2 separate regions of the Ovis aries genome follow, and region 2 is linked to region 1. The links are chromatin contacts, called in public Hi-C maps. All regions are on one chromosome and are shown on one strand. The core of a region is the stretch at or near the end of the contact, and the rest is flanking DNA. Distances in the headings are between cores, read along the strand shown. Region 1 overlaps LOC121817413 (a long non-coding RNA gene). Region 2 overlaps LOC106990495.

Region 1 (3,472 bases), core at 155-2,654:
TCAGGCTGTGAAGTCTCTAGGGGACAAATGTCAGTGTGTGCATGTGTGTGTGTGTGTGTGTGTTAGTTGGGATAGAGGATGGGGAGGTAGCTCGGAGGTGGCTCTGCCCCATCCCCCATCATAAATCCCAGGGAGGTGGACTTGGGGAGACATCTATGTTCCCCCCACATGCTCTCTGGGGGAAATCAGGAACATGGACACTCCAGGACTGCTTGGGGTATCAGTGGGCAGTACCTACTTTACCTGGTGACTCCTGAGCACAGTCCATCTGCCAGCTAGGAGGGACAGGGCTGCTTCTGCTGTTCCCCACTTTGCAGGGACCCTCCCCACTGCTCTAAGCCAGGGCCCCAGACCCAGTCCTGCCTCTTATCACGCCATTTTCTTCCCTGTGTGGTATCTGCTCATCTTCTCATTCTCCTGTCTCCAGAGTCTGACAGGTCTGCTCCCCACTGCATTCTTGCTGGTCACCAAATCCTCACACTTCCAGCTTTGGGGGTGCTGGGAGGCTCCCTGTGTCTCCTGTAGTGGGGAATGCTACCCCACTGGGGCTCAGCCCCCACTCTGTCACTCTGGCCCTCATCCTGGGGCTGGCGAGAGGGATTCCAGAGAAAGGCTGCCAGAGGCTTCCCCCTCCTCCTATGCCTGCTGCCCCTCCTGCTTGGGGAGGGCACTCAGTCCCTACCAAGACTCTGGCTCAGAGGGTTTGCATGGACCCAGCTTTGGACCTAGGCCCTTGCCCAGCCTCAGTGGTGTTACCTTGTGTCACAAGGACTCCCCCTACTGGCTCTGCCCCCACCCCGACCCCCACCTTGTGACCTCTCAGCCCTGCTCCCCACACCAGGGCGGCCCCCAGTCCCAGCCTCATCCCCAGTTCTGGAGCTCCCAGATGTGGCAGGGCCCCAGAATGTTTGCTCAGGGGATTTCAGGGTTCAGAGGTTTGTGAAGTGTGCTCTGTGGAGTGCCCTGGAGCCATTCTACATGCACACGTGTGTGTGTGTGTGTGTGCATGTGCGTGTGCACATGTGTGTGATGGATTGAACCCTGGGGCTCTGGACCCCCACTCCTATTTTGACCATAAAACTCCAAACTTTTTCAATGTCACCAGTGGAGACGCCACATAAGTTACTATTTAAGTAATAGGATCCATTATTTTTTAAAAAGAAAGGTTCGCAAACCATGAAACCTAGAGCAAACTCATTTCAGGTATGGGGAAACTGAGGCCCAGGGAGCAAAGGACTTCTCAAGGTCACAGTGGAGTCAGTGGCAGGGCTGGTACCATACCAGGCTGCCTGGCTCAGAGGCTGGTGTTTTTGCCAAGACCAGGCCGAAATGTCCCTCTCAGGAGGTGGCAGGTGGGGGCCGGGTGCCAGGAAGGCCTCGTCCAAAGAAGTGCGTTAAGGTCACAGGCTCCCCACCCCTCGGGCCCCTTGTGAAGTGCCTGGGAGAACAGTTGCCCTGGAAAGGTCGCTCAGTTCTGAACTTGAGGCTTGAGGTCTGGGAGTGGAAAGGGGCTGGTGAGGAAGGAAGAGTGGAATGGGGTCGGGGACAGGGGTTCATCTTCTGGGTCAGTCATGCCTCATCCCTAAATTAAAACACCACTAATAAATCACTTCTTATTAAAAAAACAACAACAACAACAACACCAAATGCCCTTCTGTCATTCTGAGACTGCTTCTCCATCCCCTACCCCCCCATCCCCGTGATCACTCTGACAGTCCTCCTCAGGAAGATGAAGGCACCCCCCCACAGTGCCTGTCCCAGTGGAAGCCGCCCCTCGCCCCAAGCACCTGACTTCCAGGCAGAGGAAGCCGGTGGCAGGCATAGAGGGGGCTGGGTGGCACTGAGGTGATGACTTCAGGGCTGGGAAGGCTGTGAAGAAGGGGGCTGGCATTTCCATCTCAGGAGTCCTGTGGAACCTCCCCCTACTGGCAACAGCAGGAATGGCACCGTAGGGGGGCTTGCAGCACCCCCCGCCCCCCCACCGCCCGGAGTCTCTTCCTAGTGGACGATGGGCACCTGGGAAAACGCTATGGAATGAAGAGTTGTGTTCATCCTCCTCCTCTAGCCCCTCACAATCACCAGCCTCGGCTCCCCCGCCGCCCCCAACACCCCTGTCCTTTAGAGACTACAAGGACTGAGTTATTCTTAGTAGGTTTCATTCATCAAAGCATGACAAACGGTGTCCTGGAAGGAATGCCTGGGAGCAGCTGAGAGCCAGAGGGGTTGGGTGGGGTGCAAAAGCCTCATCTGAGGGGAGAATCCAATGCCTTCAAAGAGCTCTAGACTGAGGGGAGCCATGGCCCTGCCCTCAGGGAGCTCCCTATGACAGAGGGTGCTACTCCCGCACCCATTCATTTAGCCCTCAGTGAAATCCCAGTCTGAGTCAATATCCTGCCCTCAAGGAGCCTGCAGTCTGATGGCAGAAAAATACCATGTCACCCCTGCTGGAAAAGATGTGGTGCCTACCCAGGGCAGAGATTGACATGCAAGATGAAAAACCGGGCTGCCAGAGGGGTTCTCAGAAATATAGGCAGCCACCACCTGTGGGGAGCCTAAAGAGGGGGCTGGAGGGACACTCAACTCGGCATGCTTAAGGAGAAACATGCAAGAACCACGAAGGGGCAGCAGCGCCGACTGAGATCCTAGAAGATGAGGGAAGATGTGAAGGCTCAGGCCGGGTGGGCTGATCTAAGCCAAGATCTCAAATGCCTTTGGGGACTTAGTCTGGCCACACTTGTCTTTGCCAATGAGGAGGGCAGCCTGCACTGTCATAGGATCTTACGTTCAATATAAAAACCACATACACACTGAAGGCCAAACAAAATCTCACTAAAGGTTAAACTTGGCCCAAGGCCATGAGTTGGCAACCCCTGGGCATCAGGAAAGAATTCCTGATAGAAGAGAGGTTTGAGCCTAGTTTGGATGAAGAGGCTGACAGACAAGTTGCTCCCCTCAAGTCCTGGCCACCAGGCTTGGATTCTGTGTCTTCAGGGCCTCCTCCCACCCTTCCTGGGATGAGAGACTTGAGCCACTCTTCACCAGTTCACTTGCGACCAACTGGCCACAGCTGGTCGTCTGCCAATACTCCCAGTCTGTAATGGGGATATCACCTTTCTTCGCAGAAATGCAATTCCCCTGTTAGGAGAAGGAGCCTGTCCGACTCTTTAAATGAGCTGATCTGAAAGTTCTGGCTGGGTGGCCTTCCCTAAGAGCCTTACTTCTCTGAGCCTCATGTGCAAAATGGGATATTATTGCCCAGGTGCCCTACCCACCCCTGCCCCAAACAGTTAACTTTCCAATGGACCTCAATGGAGAAAGTCCTGCCCCATTCCCCACTCTCCCAGTCCCTTCCAGCAGAGATCTCAAACACTATAGCCTTACAGAAGGGGAGGGGCCCCTTCAGGCCTGGGGTCAGGTTTCCAAGTCCTGCAGCTCCCCATTCCCCATCCTAGGTGGGGTCTCCTAGGTCTCT
Region 2 (3,249 bases), core at 719-3,218, 69 kb before region 1:
CGGGTTTTATGAATGGGCCCGCGTGGGGCGGGGGTAGGGGGCGGCGCGCCGGCCCGCCCCCACGTTTCCCTGCCGCTGAGCCCGCGACATGCCGCGCCGCACGTTGCTGCCTCCCGGCCCCGCCGCGACCTGGCCCGCCGCCAGCGGGTCAGCTGCTTCGGACCGAGCGCGGGAGGCTGCCGGCCAGAGTCCTCGCCGCGCCGCCGGAGGCGAAGCGTCGGGCCACGGCACGCCCCCTGGGGCCTGGCAGGGGTCTTCCCTCTGTCGTCCCATTCCTTGGTGATTGGAACGGTTTTCTGAAGCTGGAGGGAGTGAAGTGAGCCTTCAGGCCCCTGAGGATGGGCAGGCCTGAGAGGTCACTGACCACAGGAGGAGGGTAGGCCCCTAACCTGGCCGGGGTTGGGGCAATGATCTTGGGAGGGATGGTTGTACAAGGAGAGGAGAAGAAAGGGATCGATTCCCATCCCAGAACCCGCTGCACCTCCCCAGTCCTCAGTTCCTAGCTCCCTAACTTCAGCAGGCCTTGCCCACTACCCCAGGGCACCTGCTTTATTATTATTTTTCTCCTGCACGGCCACCCCAGTCTGCTATGGGCCTTGCTCTGACCTGGGCGAAGAGTGGATGTCCTGGGTGGGTGGGTTCGCTTTGGTCAGCTCTGGTCCGGAAAGAGACTCACCAGTTTGAGTCTGAGCCCTATTAGGCCACAGACTCTATCCCCTCCCCTCCCCCAAGCTTTCAGACTAAATTAACCAATTACCTCTAATTAAAGCGCCATGCTTTCTGTTCCCTCCTGGGCCTCAGTCCCCACCCTGGGAGTCCTCTTACCCTGGCTGCTCAGGAAGGGAGCCTCGCCAATAAGGTGGAAGCCAATGAATCAGTGAGTAGAGCTGGGCGGGGTGTGGCGGGGAGGAAGTCACAGTGCCATTGACTTCTGGGGAGTGGTCTGGGAATTGGGCCTTTGTGGGGCCTTGGAAGGCTGGGAGCCCTGGGCTGCCTTCGGAGGTCGGACCTGTGTAAAGTCCTGTAAGGATGCTGAGGCCTTGGGGGCGACCCTCCCTGGAGGACTGGCGGGGCAGTTCTAGAAGCTGCCAGTTCTGGGTGGCACCTGCTGCTCGCTTACCCACCACACCGGGAGAGACTCTGGATGCCTGGGGGGCGGCAGGGGGGTCCATCCTCTCTCTAACCCATCTCTTCCTGTGCAGTGAGAACCCCTTCGTGCCTCTGTTCCTGCCCTCCGTGGCCCTGAGGCGCAGGCCCCAGCAGCTTCCACGGCCTGCACCGCCCTAGCACCTCCCTGGCCCCACGTGTGGGACGTGTTGGGGAGGATGCCCAGTGGCCAGAGGCAGGGTGATGGGCTGTTGACCCAGGTCTCACCTCTTGGCAAGCTGGCCTTCCTGAGACAGGCTGTGACTCAGGCCCGTACCCTACCTTGAGCCCTGCCATGCCAAGGACCTGGGTATGTGGGGTGGATCTGTCAGCTGTAGACTCCTCTCTTGGGTCACTTTCTCTGCCAGCCCTGAGGAGCCAGGTGCTGACTAGAAGGTTCGGGCCTTCCAGCTCTGGGCCTTCCAGCTCTGGCTGTTTCTCCCAGCCCACCACCCCAGGAGAGGCTGACGGTGAGGGTAGGCCCCCTTGCAGGGCACGGCAGTCATCAGACTCTGCAGGGGTGTGAGCCACCCAGGGCAGGGACAGGACTCTGCACACAGGCAGGGGTGCCCCTGGGGTGTCCTGAGCCATCTGCCAGCTTGGTTGCCCTTCCCTGCTCAACGAAAGCTGGCTCAAAACTCCCCACCTCCAGCAAGGTTTCAGCATGCCTCCCTTATTTGTGGCCAGCCCAGTCACTACTGTTCACTGGCTCCTGGTTTTCGTTTGTTTCTCTGACTTGTGTCCCCCTTCAGACCCTCCGAGAGCGCCTCTGCACGACTCTTGTTCTTCCCTGCATTTCCCAGTGGCCAGCAGAGGGCGCCTCCTAAAAGACTGCCGGACCAAAAGGAGCGGATCCGCTTCCCCGGATCCAGGCACTGTGTAAAGCCCAGGCTCATGGGTCGGTTTGTGTAAACTGAAACTGACCCAGAACACCTTCCTTCCTGGCGATCTAGACTTAACCTGCCGGCAGAGGGCTAGAGATTAGACCACACGTTAAACACAAGTGGCTGTCTCCGACGTGAAACCAGATGGCCCCCTCAAAGGACAGAGAGGATAATGGAATTGCCCCCCCACCCCCACCCTGCCAGCAGCCCGAATGGGGAAGGGGGCACCGGAGGTCGCCGGCTTTCCTCCCTTGACCCTGGGAGAAGAGTTGGGAGGGGCTGCACAGAATAGCTGGTGTCCCACCCCGTGGGAGGGGCTGCTGTGCACGTCTGGGCCACATCTGGGTTCTTGGCAGCAAAGGGAGCTGGTCTGTTTGGGATCCTCCAGGGAAACACGATCCACCCCTTGGTGGCTTCTCACCATTACATTCCTGGGGAGCCCTTTACACACAGGTGTATGGGACACAGATCCGTAATGCGGGTGAATTCATGCCAGTCTAGGGGGGACCCTCCAGACACTAGCTCCTTTTGACATGGACTTAGTTAGGCTCCTGGGCAGCAGCCTGTTCTGGGCCACCAGACTTTTCCGCCATCCTATGTTCGCGTGTGAGATTCTGGGCTTCCCCTTCTGGAAATGCTGGGAACTAGACTCTAGCGTCCATCCTATCCCTTCTCCTTCCTCCAGGTGGGGGGGTAAGAGAGAGGAGAGTGAGGTTACAGCACCTCTTAGGGACTCCAGCATCATGCAAAAGCGGAGTGGGAAAGGGTCTGCTGTCGGGTCATTTCACACAAAAGCCTGGGAATGTGGTCGGGACGGGAAGAGGGGAGAGGGGACAGCAAAACTGGTTCTTTCTTGGGTTTGGGTCCTGGGTTTTGGGGAGGGGACAACACGGAGAAAACCCCTCTTGGTCGGCTGGGTTCCTGGACGTCTGAGCAGGAAACACAGGGCTGGCCGGAATGGCCTTGAAGTAGGGAGCGACGGAGACCGGGGGGAGGGGAAGGGGGAAGGGAAGGAAGGCTGCGCCCACCCAGGGTCCCCCCGCCAGCCCCTCTCCCCAGCTTCCCCCCGCCCGGCCCGCCGCGGCCCCTCCTCCAGACCTGGGCACCGCCTCCCCCTCCCCTCCTCCTCCCCCTCCCACTCGGCGCTGCAGCTGCTGCCGACGGACCATTCTGCACGTAGCGAATGGAGGAGACGCACAAGGGAGGCCTCAAGTGCGCG

What was found. Hi-C and Micro-C count contacts between places; a contact is called where the count stands out from the background.
Region 2: a Hi-C map of muscle shows a contact between it and region 1, with 6 times the contacts expected there. The contact joins two enhancer-like sites. A contact is called at or near these places in 5 of 16 Hi-C or Micro-C datasets (blood, hypothalamus, liver and 2 more).

What each region holds. Positions count from the first base shown.
Region 1 is chr20:17,526,828-17,530,299 of ARS-UI_Ramb_v3.0, reverse strand. The region is part of intron 1 of LOC121817413 (a long non-coding RNA gene); the gene reads right to left. Among named protein-coding and RNA genes, the nearest start is that of TRNAG-GCC, 41 kb to the right of the region's middle. Within about 2 kb of position 1,404, at least 2 of the 54 cell types and tissues checked have an H3K27ac peak or open chromatin away from gene starts, as enhancers often do. A contact at or near this core is called in muscle, where this site is marked.
Region 2 is chr20:17,596,335-17,599,583 of ARS-UI_Ramb_v3.0, reverse strand. It overlaps LOC106990495, which reads left to right. Exons shown (of 3, transcript XM_060403644.1): 1 at 1-376; 2 at 802-877. The coding sequence ends at 320. Among named protein-coding and RNA genes, the nearest start is that of TMEM63B, 44 kb to the left of the region's middle. Within about 2 kb of position 1,968, at least 25 of the 54 cell types and tissues checked have an H3K27ac peak or open chromatin away from gene starts, as enhancers often do. A contact at or near this core is called in muscle, where this site is marked.